Linked DNA regions of Mus musculus: all the other regions are linked to region 2. A link is a contact called in public HiChIP or PLAC-seq and promoter capture Hi-C data. All regions are on one chromosome and are shown on one strand. The core of a region is the stretch at or near the end of the contact, and the rest is flanking DNA. Distances in the headings are between cores, read along the strand shown.

Evidence for each region. Promoter capture Hi-C pulls out the DNA fragments that hold promoters and counts their contacts. HiChIP or PLAC-seq counts read pairs in DNA pulled down with a chosen protein or histone mark.
Region 1: an H3K27ac HiChIP or PLAC-seq map of microglia shows a contact between it and region 2, with 6 times the contacts expected there. The contact joins the promoter of Cass4 here to the promoter of Pmepa1 in region 2. A contact is called at or near these places in 1 of 39 promoter capture datasets (pre-B cells) and 1 of 115 datasets of contacts at active chromatin or transcription factors (microglia).
Region 3: a contact with region 2 is called in a promoter capture Hi-C map of pre-B cells. The contact joins the promoter of Fam209 here to the promoter of Pmepa1 in region 2. A contact is called at or near these places in 2 of 39 promoter capture datasets (hippocampal neurons and pre-B cells).

The regions. Positions count from the first base shown.
Region 1 is chr2:172,392,251-172,396,582 of GRCm38.p6, reverse strand. Cass4 (Cas scaffolding protein family member 4) reads right to left here and starts at 2,939. Exons shown (of 7, transcript NM_001080820.3): 1 at 2,578-2,939. The coding sequence starts at 2,613.
Region 2 is chr2:173,274,485-173,278,671 of GRCm38.p6, reverse strand. It overlaps Pmepa1 (prostate transmembrane protein, androgen induced 1), which reads left to right and starts at 2,139. Exons shown (of 4, transcript NM_022995.3): 1 at 2,139-2,584. The coding sequence starts at 2,488.
Region 3 is chr2:172,469,578-172,474,033 of GRCm38.p6, reverse strand. It overlaps Fam209 (family with sequence similarity 209), which reads right to left and starts at 1,480. Exons shown (of 2, transcript NM_029608.1): 1 at 1,193-1,480; 2 at 1-78. The coding sequence starts at 1,441. Rtf2 (replication termination factor 2) reads right to left here. Exons shown (of 9, transcript NM_025542.2): 9 at 4,135-4,456.

The DNA.
Region 1 (4,332 bases), core at 1,690-4,189, 880 kb after region 2:
GCTAACTAGTGAGACCCAGGAAGGGAAGGGGAGAAATACATCCACACAGACACTCAAAAAAATGGAGTGAATAATCAGATGGAGGCTCCTTGGCCTGGGAGATGAAGACTGGACCCCCACTCAGGGAGGGATCCCCTCAGGCACCACCTTACTGGAAAGGGGTGTCTTGCATGAGCTGAGATTAGAGCACCAGAGCTGGATGGCATCGGTGAGGTCAGAAAGAATCCGTATTTTAAAGAGTCCTAGAAACAGGGCGCGGCACAACAGACATGATCTGGGCCCTGCCAAGTGAGAAGCAGCGCCTGGCTTTTCGTTTGTTTCTTGAGGCAGGGTCTATGTGGCTCAAGCTGGCCTTGAAGTGGCAGCAACACCCCTCACACCCCAACCCCTGCCTCCAGCCTCCCTGGAGCTGAAAGTCCAAGCCACGCCCCTCTTCCTCTCCCTCCCCCCTCCAGCATGAGATGGCTCTTTGTTGATGCAGTTCACTGACCCCATGGCTATGGTGAGACCACAGTGGGGGGCGGGGGGGGGGTAGCCAGATGTCTTCTTCTTGCTCTGCTTAGGCAGGGCCGCTGATTGCCCATGGGGGTCGGGGGGGTTTCTTCATATGCAAGATGAGGCTGAGAAGACCTGTCTCATGGGAAGGCTGCAAACGGAGTCCACACACTAAGGGAGTGAGGACTAGTTGGGTGCTCCATGGAGCACCTGGTGCACACGCAGTGAGTGACGGTTAGTTATTGGGCCTTGCACCAAACAGACAAGCGGGCTGTGCATCATTGCCCGGACAATACATATGCGCTTACAGATTATACTATGACATATAAAACGTGCAGAAATGAGTGGTGCCAAGTTTCAGATCTTAAAAGCATCTCAGCAGAAACAAAACAAACAGAGCCGACAAAGTTGTGAGAGACAAATAGGAAATGGGTTATTCCAGATTAAGGACAAGACCTGGCAAAGAGTGTGACCTTGAGATGAAGCCTTGAACTGGACAAACAGACCCAAGGGTGTTTTTGGAGACTGTTCTGACGTTCAAATGGGCTCATAATACCTATGTGAAGGTAAGGATACAGGTCAAACGCACAGGAATGAAGCATGTCCTGCTGTTGTTGATGGCCCTGGCTGAGGATGCCTTGAATTCCCCATCATCTTGGGTTACAGGCCTGTGTAGCCCATGCTGGGGACAAAACCCGGGCTTTTGTGCCTGTGAGACAAGTGCTCTGCCAACGGAACAACATCCCCAGCCCAGGAGGGAGGAGTGCAGGGCTGGCTATTTATTTTCACGAAGCTGAACAGCAACAGTGAGCAGAGCTGTAGCATCAGTCGATGTACAGACAGAGGCCGTATGCCGGAGAGACAGACTGCCGGAGAGACAGACTGCCCGGAACTGCGGGGATGCCTTTGGATGAAAGATTTAGTGGGGCTGGCTCAACTACTCACTTCCCCAGCGCTTTGTGGGGCAAGATTCTCAACTCAGATATTTACAAGTCATCTAAACAAGGAGTCGCCACAGACCCCAGCCCTGGATCCCACGCCCAACACTTGTTACTATCACAATGACAAGCAACATTTAATTCCGGCAAGCAGCCTCCCATTTAGCAACTGTTTCATGGCTCTTTTGTATCTACCATTCTATCACATTTTGAAAGAATAGGAGGGGACAGAAAAGCAACGACTGTGAGCTTCACTTTCCTTGTGATCTCTCCTCCTTCTCCCCAAGCCCCCGCATACAGTATGGGTGTGTGAAACCCAAAAGTTGATGTCACAATGTCCTTCTCCATCACCCACCCACTTTATTTGTGTGTGTGTGTGTGTGTGTGTGTGTGTGTGTGTGTGTGTGTGTGTGTGGAGTTGGAGTTGCTTGTCTTAGGGATGCTGGCCAGAGAACTACAGGGACCTTGCTGTCACCTCCTTGCCGTCTCTGGGGTTACAGGTACACGCTTTCATGCCTGTTTTTTTTGTTTGTTTTTGTTTTTTGTTTTTTGTTTTTTTATGTGGGTACTGGGTACTGAATTCAGGTCCTTATGCCTGTATTGCAAGTACCATCGTCACATCTCAGGCTCCAGTGCCCTTCTTGGGTTAGCAGTGTGCCATGCTATACATATGCTATAGGACCGTCTCTTGGTTCCTGGCCCAGACTTGCAGTTTGTACCAGAGTTCCAGTCCCCAGCGCCCAAAGGAACACGAAGGCAGTTCATGGGTGTCCTTATTGGAGTTAGCAAGAGTAGAGCCAAGGTCTAAGCTCTCTCTATTCAAGAGAAGTGAGTGCCCCAAGCCAGTCAGAATCCTTGAGAGCCACACTAAGCACCTTCAGGATGCAGAGAAAGAGAGAATGTTTAAGAAGTTTGCTGAGTGGTGAAGAGACACACAGTGGGGGCTTGGGCTGTCTGCCTCCTGCCGATTTCACCCCATCATTTCCAGTCATCTTGAAACCAACAACTGGTAAAGAGCAAAGCTTTCTCATTCCAAACCTGCCTGCCACTAATAACCTACCCTTCGTGTTCATTAGAGACCCAAAGATAAAAACAGTTGAGTCAACTGTTGCTCTCATGCACTCAGCCCCAATCAGTCACTCACCTTGGGCGCACCCTCTCTGATGCTGGTGCCTCTCATGGCTGTGATGTGAGCAGGGTCCTCGGAGTTCTGCCGCTGATATATCTGGTTCCAGGGACCAATGATGCAATATCACTGCATGCTGCTGGCTGGTTCCCAGGAGCTGGATTCTATGGAACTGTTTGCCAACACATGGAAACAGTCGAGATGATTCTTTCAAGTAAAGAGAGTCAAATGAAAGGAACGGGGGAGGCGGGGCCAGAGCTTCAGGCCACACCCACGCCTCCATGCCTGCTGTCCCACTTCATGGTAAGTGGAGGCTGACACTCCTTTGCTGTGTGAAACCACAAAAGAAGAAGAAGGAGAAAAAAAAAAAAAAAAAAAAACCCACCCTTCTGCTTTACAAGGTGAAGTTCCTACTTTGAGCAGCCCAGCGTAGGATCACACCGCATTCTTGTCCCTTGAAGACTAATGGAACAATTCCCACCCAGCGAGGCAACACATTTCCATGATGAAGCAAAGCTGCTGGACTTCCGCTGAGGGTCAGCATGTCTTCCTTCCTGTCCCCTGCGGTGTGACAGCTGGGGTAACAGGAGTAAACTGCCCTGCTCTGAACCCCACGTTTTCTACACCTTCACTCCAATTCTCCGTGGTTATATTTTAGCGGGCGCTGCTGAGAGCACCAGATACTGCCCCACACTTGGCTCTTTGTGTCAAGCGAGTGCTCTGAACTCATGAAGTGGAGTCCTCACGACTTCCCAAGTTTAAAGTTTCCCTCAACTCAGACCCAATATCCAGAGAGGAGCCACGGAGTACAAAAAAAAAAAAACCAAAAAACAAACAAAACCAAAACCAAAAACAAACAAACAAACAAACAACCCCAAAAAAACCAAACAAACAAATAAGAAAACAAAACAAAAACCCAAAACTAGCTTAGGCTTCATTTCATTTCAGCATAAGGGTCCCCTCTTCTAAGCAGCTCCTCCCAGCTCCCCTGGGATTCGATCTGTAGACCAGGCTGGCCTTAAACTCACCAAGACCCACCTATTTTTGCCTCCCAGGTGTGAGATTTAAAAAGCATGCCATAGCCAGACCACGGTGGCACTCTCCTTTGATACCAGCACTCCCAGAAAGCAGAGGCTGGCTAATCTCAGTGAGTTTAATGATAGCCTGACTTACAAAGTAAGTTTGGGGCCAGCCCCGAACTCAAAGTGGAAAAAAAAAGTAAATTTAAAAAAATTGAACCAGTGAGATGGTTCAGTGGGTGAAGCTGTCAGCTGCTAAGCTGAAAACTTGTTGGAGTTATTGGAATTACACGGTGGGAGAAGAGGACTCCTGCAAGCTGTCTTTCTGACCTCTGCATGCATACTGCCACTCGTGTGCATACTTCCCTCCCCAGATAAAATAAATGCAATCAAAACAAGCAAACAGATAGAATGCTGTCTCTATTTTAAATGGTCTTTAAGGAACCAGTGATCAGCAATCTGCAGGCGACAGTAGCGAAAGGGGGTGACAATGACTAGACAGGATGAACAGGCTCTAGACAAATGTAGAACCGGGCATGCTCCCACCCCCACATCTACAGTGCTGAGACAGGAGAACAGCTGCGACTTTAAGGCTGTTCTGGGCCACCTCAGAGTTCTAGGCCAGTCTGGACTACGGTGTGAATCTGTCTTAGCAAATAGAAGTAGCTGTCAGCCACATGCTCCCTGCCAAAGTCCACAGGGAAGAAGTAGTAATTTCCAGAAGGCTTTTCACAAGAGAGACACATTCTGAAAA
Region 2 (4,187 bases), core at 890-3,389:
GGCCTCTGAAGGACGAGAGCTGCGCCACTGAATTCCTTTGCTAAGGTCCCAGACTCTCACAGTTTGTTGATAGAATAGCAGAACGGATTGCTGGAAGAAGACTGTAGCCATAGCAATCTCTATTGGCCCCATGGGGGTGGGGGGGGGATGGTTTTAAAATATTTTTCCATAAAGGGTAACCTGCTAGGGGCCAGTATTCCACAACACCCCCTACCCCCAACCAAAATCACACACACACACCTACCTTGTAGGAACTTTTATGCAAAGGAATTCAAACCTTTAAATTCCTCCAACTTACAAAATGTTTTTGTAAATCTCCCCCACCTTTTGATTTTGCAAAGCATCCCGCCAACCCCTTCCCAGAACTGAACAGTCCTGATGCAGCTGAGCCTTCCTTTCCTTTGCCAAGATCCATTTAAAACTAGCCAATCTTGAAAGACTGTGAGGCTGGGGCCCCGCACTCGTGGGGAAGAGACACAGTTGCCACCTGCGTTAGAACAAGAACAAATGAATCCCCTGCCCTGTCCTGGCTTTAAGACTGAGCTTATAGCTGGAGCAATGGCTCAACCCTTAACAGTACTTTACTGTTCTTCCAGAGGACCTGGGTTCAGTTTCCAGCACCCTCACGGTGGCTCACAACCATCTGTAACTCCAGTTCCCAGAGGATCGATCAATGGCCTTCTGGCCTTTGACATAAAGGACACACACGTCGCATAGACACGCACAGGCAAAGCATTCATACATATATAAAAAAATAAATATTAAAAACAAAAAGCAAGATTGAGCTGCTATTTCAAACAAATGGACTAAGCACCTTGGAACCTCCCTCTGGGAGGACACTGGGCTCCGCGGTGGCTCCTCCAGGAAGGTCACGGAAGGTTAGGCAGAGGAACCCACTTCCTGGGCTGCTCTGAAAACTATTCTCTCAGCTTCACCTATTCACCAGTCTATTAAAAATAAATAACAAAAACCTGTGAAAGCTTTCCCCTTCTTTAATGACAAGGGACACAGCCCCTTAAAGTCCTTGGATCCCTCGTGGGCAGGGACAGGTACTCCATCAGGCTGTGCAGAACTTAGGCTCCGTCTTCCTGAGCCTTCACCGCTGTGCTTAGCTGAACCGAACACTTTCTCTGGCTGTAAAATGAAGCCAAATAATAATTTGTCTCCCCAAGTTGCTATGGGAGACATTACTATCTGGTGTGCTTCTGGCACACAGTAGGCACGCCAGGCGACTGAAAGTTTAGGAATGGGTCAAGGAGGCGTACTTCATATTTGAGGCTGGCTTTGCGCTAGGGATGGGAGGCCTCTTATGTAACAGTTTAATATCTTTGAAGCCAGAGCACGGGTTCCCATAGCTCTCCAGTAATTAATTAAAACTTAATGAACAAAAAGCACCCTCCCTTGACCCCCTTTTACACTCTGAGCCACACAACCCAGTCGGTGGCCCTTGGGGCGGCAGATAGAGGGTGAGGGTGTGTAACTGCTTGGGTGTCCCATAATAGTAACACACACACACACACACACACACACACACACTCTCACCCCCAGTCCCGGGCACTAATTTACAAGGCAAGGACCAGGGGGCGCTTCTCGGGGCGTGTCTACAGAAATTCCAGTCTATCCAAAAGGCCCAGTTAAAGAGCCGCGCGGGGTTGGGGGTTGCGGAGGGGCTCAGACTAATTCTCAGTCTCCTGAGAAATACAGCTATGGATGGGTCTTTACTCCAGACCCTCCATGCTCTGATCTCCATGCATTAAACTCTTCCAAGGCGCCCCAGAAACCTTATAGTCTTCGGGTGCCCCCAAAAGCCTGGGTGGAGGGCCCCAGGGGCAGGAGTTGGAGAGGAGAACACCTTAACTTTTCGTCTTGATTCTTGTTCTGTGTTGTGACCGCCGCAGGCACGGGGGCTCCCGCGGACCGGGCCTGCGGAGTCTCGAGGGCGCTGGGTCTACGCAGCGCCGGCGACCGGTCTACATGGACGCTAGGCTCGGGCCCTTTAAGAGCCCGCCCCGCGAGCGACGGGCCCGCCCCCCGGGCCGAGGAGGGTGCGGGGGCCGTCGGCGGGGATTGGCGCAGCGCGCGCCCCCTCCGCGGCCCCCGCGCGGTGGGAACCGGCAGCCCCGTCTAGCGCTGACGTCAGACCGTCTGCCTGCCTCCGACCGCGGGCGCGCGGCGCAACCCGATCTCCTTGGACTTGAATGAGGAGCGGGCGGCGGCGCTCAGCTGCGGATCGGCCGGCGCGCAGGCTGAGCCCGGCGGCCCCGTGCCCCGGCCGCCCGCCCGTGCCCCGCACGCCGCCCGCGGCCACGGCCCGCCGCCCCGGGGCTCCCGCTCGGCGGCCGGGGGACCCAGCTCGCCTCGGGGACCTCGGCGGCGCCCCGAGCCCGCGCCGCGCTGCTCGCTGTATGCGGGGCCCGAGCCCCGCGCGCCGGCCGGAGCCGCCCCCGCGCCCCGCGCCTCGCGCCCCGCGCCGCCCGTGACCGCTTGATGGGGGTCAACGGCACCGCCGCCGCCGCCGCCGGGCAGCCCAATGTCTCCTGCGCGTGCAACTGCCAGCGCTCTTTGTTCCCCAGCATGGAGATCAGTGAGTGTGCCCTGTTCCCCCCGGGACAGCCCCGTGGGATCCCCGGCCCGGGACATCGGGATCGCGTGGGGACTCGGGGGCCGCGCGCCTGCCTCGCCCAGGCTCCCCGGTTGCGCTCGCCGCGCCCGGGGCGCGCCCTCCCGGAGGCTCGCGGCAGCTGGCGGCCGGCCCGGCTTTGTCCCGCGGCGCTGCGAGCCTGGCACGGTCCCCGCCGCGCGCGCCCCGCCCGGCCCGACTCGGACCCGGGGCTCGGCGGGGACGTCGCGCCTCTTGGGAGGGCCAGGGGAGCCGGGTCGGGGAAGTTTCCATTCCGTTTTCCCTAGGGGCCGCGGCGATGGAGCAATTAGGCTCTTTATCAACTTTGGGCGGGGGAGCGGGCGGGGGAGACACTGTCTGGCCCGGGAGGTGTCTGGGGCTCCTGGCGTGTGTCTGGAGTGGCCATGGCGATGCGTCCCGGGTTTCCGTGCGTATGTAGAGTGCGCTAGTCTGTCTGTCTGAGTCTCCGCGCGTCTTTTGGTGTCTGTGGTTCAGAGTCGCGGTCTGTGCCGGCCGAGTGCGTGTCCGAGTGTTCCTGCATCTCAGTGTGACTGATTTGCTGTGTGCTCGTGGCGGGGGTTGGGGATATGATCTGGATCCAGCCAGATTTAAGGACCGTTTGTGTTCAGGTGTCTGAATCCAGGGCTCAGCGCTGGCGCGTCTAGCCCACCGCGGATCCCCAGTGTGTGTCATTGTGAATGTCTGTCCCGGACTCCTATAAATAGCCTCTGTCTGGACTGCTTGGCTCACTCTGGCTGGGACGGTGGTTACAAATGAGTCAAAGTTTTGGGGCTGTTTGTGTTGAGACCTCCTTGGAGGTGGTAGACTCAGGGTGGTGAGTGCCCCGTTTGAACCCCATCCTGCACCTCCAGAAGTTGAGATCAGCGAACATCTACTTCCTTGTGTGGCCCACCCAGGTGGCTGTTGGGTTGGGTGGAGAATTGAAACCTCATTCCCTACCATCTGCCTCTAATCTGCGCTCCTCCCCTAACCCACATTTTTGGGGAGGAGGGGGTACCTTTTGCCTTTCTGTTTAGTTTCTCTATCTTACCCCAAAGCACTTAGGGCAAAAGGGTACACAGCCTCCCCCTAACCCAGACAGCGGTCCTCTGTGGAGCCCAGGGGCAACTGCCACAGACCTGGGCAGTCGCTAGGTGACTCATAAGCTGCTTTCTGCAGGCAGCTGCCACAGTTTGCACCCCCGCCCCAGCACCCCGCATGTACAGTAAAGCATCAAGGGTAAAAAATAGCCCACGACCGGGCCCCACCTGAGCAGAGGAAGTAGGTTTGGGTGGTGGGGCCCTTGTGCCGAATTTGACTCACTGTCTCCCAGTCTGGAATTGAAATTGAAAGCCTTGGCGTCACTGAATCCCACTTCTCCCCAGCTGCCTTGCTGCCTGCCCCAAGACAGGAGATGTCAAGAAAACCTGCCAGGAGCCAGTGCCATCAGTCTGTGATCTTTCCTTGGCACCAAACCCTAAGGCTTCCCAGGAGCCCCTGTGCGACGATCAGAGAGGTTCAGGGAATTTACCATCTAGAGGATGTTAGTTTTCTGCACGTGTCTGGG
Region 3 (4,456 bases), core at 231-2,730, 800 kb after region 2:
TTTGCTGGGGGAAATATTTTGAGCTTTCTTTGGTGGAGAGCGGAGCTGGCAGCCTCGGAGGCCAGGAGGATGCTGCTCCTGTCGAGAGAGAGATTCCGGGTGAAGTATTCCAGTGGCCTCACTAGTTCCTACGCAGTTCCAAAAGTTAGACTCAGCCAAGAGGGGACACAATAACAAACCTAGTCTGGATGTTGTTGGTTTTAACTGTGACCAAATTGGCCCGCGACTTGATTTCGTAAATAAAGTTTTATTGGCACACAGCCAAGCTCTGTTACTAGCTGGGCCTGTTCTCAGGCTCAAATGACAGAAAGGGAGGAAGGAGCTGCCACAGAGACTCTATGGCCTGTAGAGCTGAAAATGACTCCCACTTGAGCCTTTACAGGCAGCTTGGCCGCCTTTGCTCTAGCCAGAATATGTGTGTGGAGGTTGATAGATAGTGGTTGTCTTCCTCACCACTTCACCATATTTCCCGAGGCAAGCAAGGTCTCTCACTGAAGCTGGGACTCCAGAATTCTGCTAGACTGGCTGTCTAACAAGGTCCTCCTAAGCCTCCCTCCCCAGCTCTCCAGGGACAGGGGTATGCCAGCTCTCCAGGGACAGGGGCGCCACCAGGCCTGACTTTGATCTGGGTGCTATGGATAGAACTTAAGTCCCCAAGGCTGCATTTTTCTAACTGAGGCATCTCCCAGACCCTGGCCACAGTGTCTTGAAATGCTGGGTTTATCTTAGACTGAACCTCTGTCCCTCCAATCCCCGAAGAGCTCCAAGCCACTGTGGGGGACACCCGTAGTGACTCTTGAGTAGAGGCCTCAAACTTTACTCGAGATGAAACTTCCTTTGGCTCAGACATTTTCAGTGAGTCAAAAGCAAGGGAAATAAGAGCTCACCTCGCCTGGAGTGTGTGAGCCTGGCCCTGTGAGCAGGTCTGACACCACAGAACACACCGTGAGCTCCAGAGTCTACTCTCAAGTCGGGGAAAATAATCAAAGCTTACTTCACAGGAAAACCATGAGCTGTTTAGGAACCCATCTCAAACCATCTCATCCTCAGAGGAAGCAACTTCACCTAGCTATCATCATAGGGCTTTCTGGCCAAAGTTCAAGGTCAGACACTAGTGGTCCTACTTGTAGGAACCTAACCTGGGTTTCTGAGAGCGAATGAATGGTTGTGGTGTGACCAAGGACATCCTTACCTTATTCTCGCCATCTCCTCGAAACTTCAGCATCACATATATCATAATGGCAACAAAAAGCCAGAGCCATTTGTTCCCAAGCCAGCCTTGGGCATTCTCTGGAAGATTCTGTCTAATCCGGAAGTGTCCGCCGCAAGGCACCTTCCCTGGGCTTTCCTTGGTTTTCTCCCTCATCGAAGAAAACATGAAGGCACAGGCACAAGAGACGCACAGAGACAAGAACAGGCACCATCTCAGCAGCGTCCGCATGGTGAGCAGAGCTGGCCCAGGGAGCTACACATGGTGGGGCTGCCTGCCGTGGTGCCAGAGACACTGATGGGCTAGTGTTGGGGGCTCGTGATGTCACAGAGGGCCCTGAGCCAACAGCTCCAGTCATTGTGATGCCTTTAGCTTAAGAAGCCTGAGGCTCACTCACCGTGAGTAGCCTGCCTGGTAGGACTTCCAGGGACGAGAAGAGAGGATGCTGTTTCCTTGCTGGAATGCTCTGAGCTTGGCACCCTCTAAGGAGAGGCCATCGTCTGTTTCTGGTTTCACTTATTTGATCCAGACAGTGGTAAGATACAGGTACAAGGTGTCCCAACAGGGGTAGATCGAGAAACAAGGTTACCAGCCACAGGCCACTCACTGGGGCTCATGGATTTCTTTCCTTTGGCCTACACTACCATCTAAGGGTTGTGGGGACTGTCACCCAAGGAGCCGGGAAGATGGCTCAGTAGATAGTGTCTGAATGCAAGCATAGGGGCCTGAATTTAGTCCCCAGCACATGCATTAAAAAGCTAGTTGTGGTGGGCACTTGTAGTCACAGAGCTGGGGAGGCCGGGACAGCCTGAACGTGCACTTGCTGGCTACCCAGCCCAAGTACTTGTTGGGTTCTGGGCCAGTGAGACCATCTCAAAACACAAGATGCACAGTGTCTCAGGAATAATACTGAAGGTTGACTTCTGGTCTCCACATGCTCACATATGCACCTGTGCACACACAACATACACACCTACCACACAACACACACACACACGCACTACTCATGCAGCATTAAGGCCCACGCTTGTCCCTCGTAGCTCACTGCAGGGATCTTGAGAAATGACCTGAGAAATGACTTTCTGCTAACACTCACACTGCCTCCAAATGTGTTACACTCTGAGCTTAGCGTGGCTTCTACAGACTCCTGTGTCCAGGGGCCAGTGGGCAGCAGGGCGTTCCCCTAGGGCAGAGCATCGGTTTCTGTGGGCCTCCTACCAGATGCTGGCACAGGCCTCCTGCTGGATCAGAAACGAGCCCTGACATCTAGACAGCTACAGACGCTCACTAGAGAAGCAGGCGGCCCTGGTGCTTCTGGCTGTGGCCAGGGGTGCAGTGCAGTCTGTTTGGAGGGTCATCCTTGGCAGGCCCTGAGCAAGATCGTGAAAATTCCCATGGTGAAGGTATTGCTGGGCTAGGTATCCATGTCTGTAGGTACTGCTTTTGAAGTCAGATCTGGCATTCGGTAGCCATCCGCTGAGCCATCTCGCCAGCCTGATATCGAAGTTTTAAGGTTGAGAAATGTGAAAGTATTCTTTTTTTTTTTTTTTTTTTTTAAATCATCAAGGGGCTGGAGATGGCTCAGAGGTTAAGAGCACTGAATGTTCTTCCAGAGGTCCTGAGTTCGATTCCCAGCAAGCACATGGTGGCTTACAACCATCTGAAATGGGACCCGATGCCCTCTTCTGGTGTGTCTCAAGACAGCTACAGTGTACTCATATAAGTAAGTGCTAGGCGGTGGTGGCGCACACCTTTAATCCCAGCACTCGGGAGGCAGAGGCAGGTGGATCTCTGAGTTTGAGGCCAGCCTGGTCTACAAAGTGAGTTCTAGGACAGCCAGGGCTATACAGAGAAACCCTGTCTCAAAAAAACCAAAAAAAAAAAAAGAAAGAGAAGAAAAATAAATAAATCTTTAAAAAAATTAAACATTTAAAGGTTGTAATTAATAAAATATGGCTTACAAGGGCTAAGTTTGGGCTGGTGAGATGGCTCAGCGGGTAAGAGCACCCGACTGCTCTTCCGAAGGTCAGGAGTTCAAATCCCAGCAACCACATGGTGGCTCACAACCATCCGTAACGAGATCTGACTCCCTCTTCTGGAGTGTCTGAAGACAGCTACAGTGTACTTACATATAATAAATAAATAAATAAAAAAAAAAAAAAAAAAAAAAAAAACAAGGGCTAAGTTTTCTTTGTAAAAATAGGATAAGAGAAATGGTGGTGTGCTAATTCAATGACAGAGTAGCTTTGAGTTTTACACTGTTTTCATCCTCAATAAAGTTCTCTTTTGATTAAAAGAAAACTACCAAAATAAAGTAACCGTTATGAGAATTTAACAACATCAAAAAATACCTCTAAAGTAGTTTTCACTGTATTGAAAATAGCTCAGAGAAATAAAAGAGTTAATTAGCTTTGTTTTGGAAAATAAAAATTCTTTTTTTTTTAAAGACAGGGTCTATCGTATCCCAGGCTTGCCTAACACTTCTATGTAGCCAAGGATGGCTTTGAAGTTCTTTTTTTAAAAATCGGATTTATTTTATGTATATGGGTACACTGTCACTGTCTTCAGACACACCAGGAGAAGGTGCCCATTATAGATGGCTGTGAGGCACCACGTGGTTGCTGGGAATCAAACTCAGGACCTCTGAAGAACCACTGAGCCAACTCTCCAGCACGGGCCTTGAACTTCTGATCCATCTGCCTCCATCTCCCAAATGCTGGAGCGACGGGTGCCTGTCACATCTGGCTTATGTAATGTCGTGGAAGAACCCAGGGCTCTGTGCATGCTAGGTAGGCACAAGTGCCTACCCTCAGCTCTAATTCTAGCCTCTGGGAGGTTAGACAGGAAGATCTTGAGTTTGAGGCCAGCCATGCATATAGTGAGGCCATGTTTCAAAAGCAAAACCAACCCCCCCAAATATTTCTACAACCTTTATTTCAATTTTCTAAGTACAAAGGTCATGCGCCCAGGGTCCCTTGGACCATGCTCACTCCCACCCTGCTGCACACTCCTACCATGCTCCCAGCACTGTCCCAGAATAAATGCAAGTGTATTTGAGGCCAAGCCTCATCGCCTGCAAGCAGCAAACCAGAGGGCAGCAGGAACAGGGGCTTTTCTGGGGTTGTTTCCTGAGGTGAGGGTTTGCTATTTAACCTTGCCAGCTCTGACATCTCGGCGATCCTCCTGCCTCAGTCTTCTGACTGCTTGGATTAGACATGCCACCATGTTTGGTTTGGGAACAGGGAC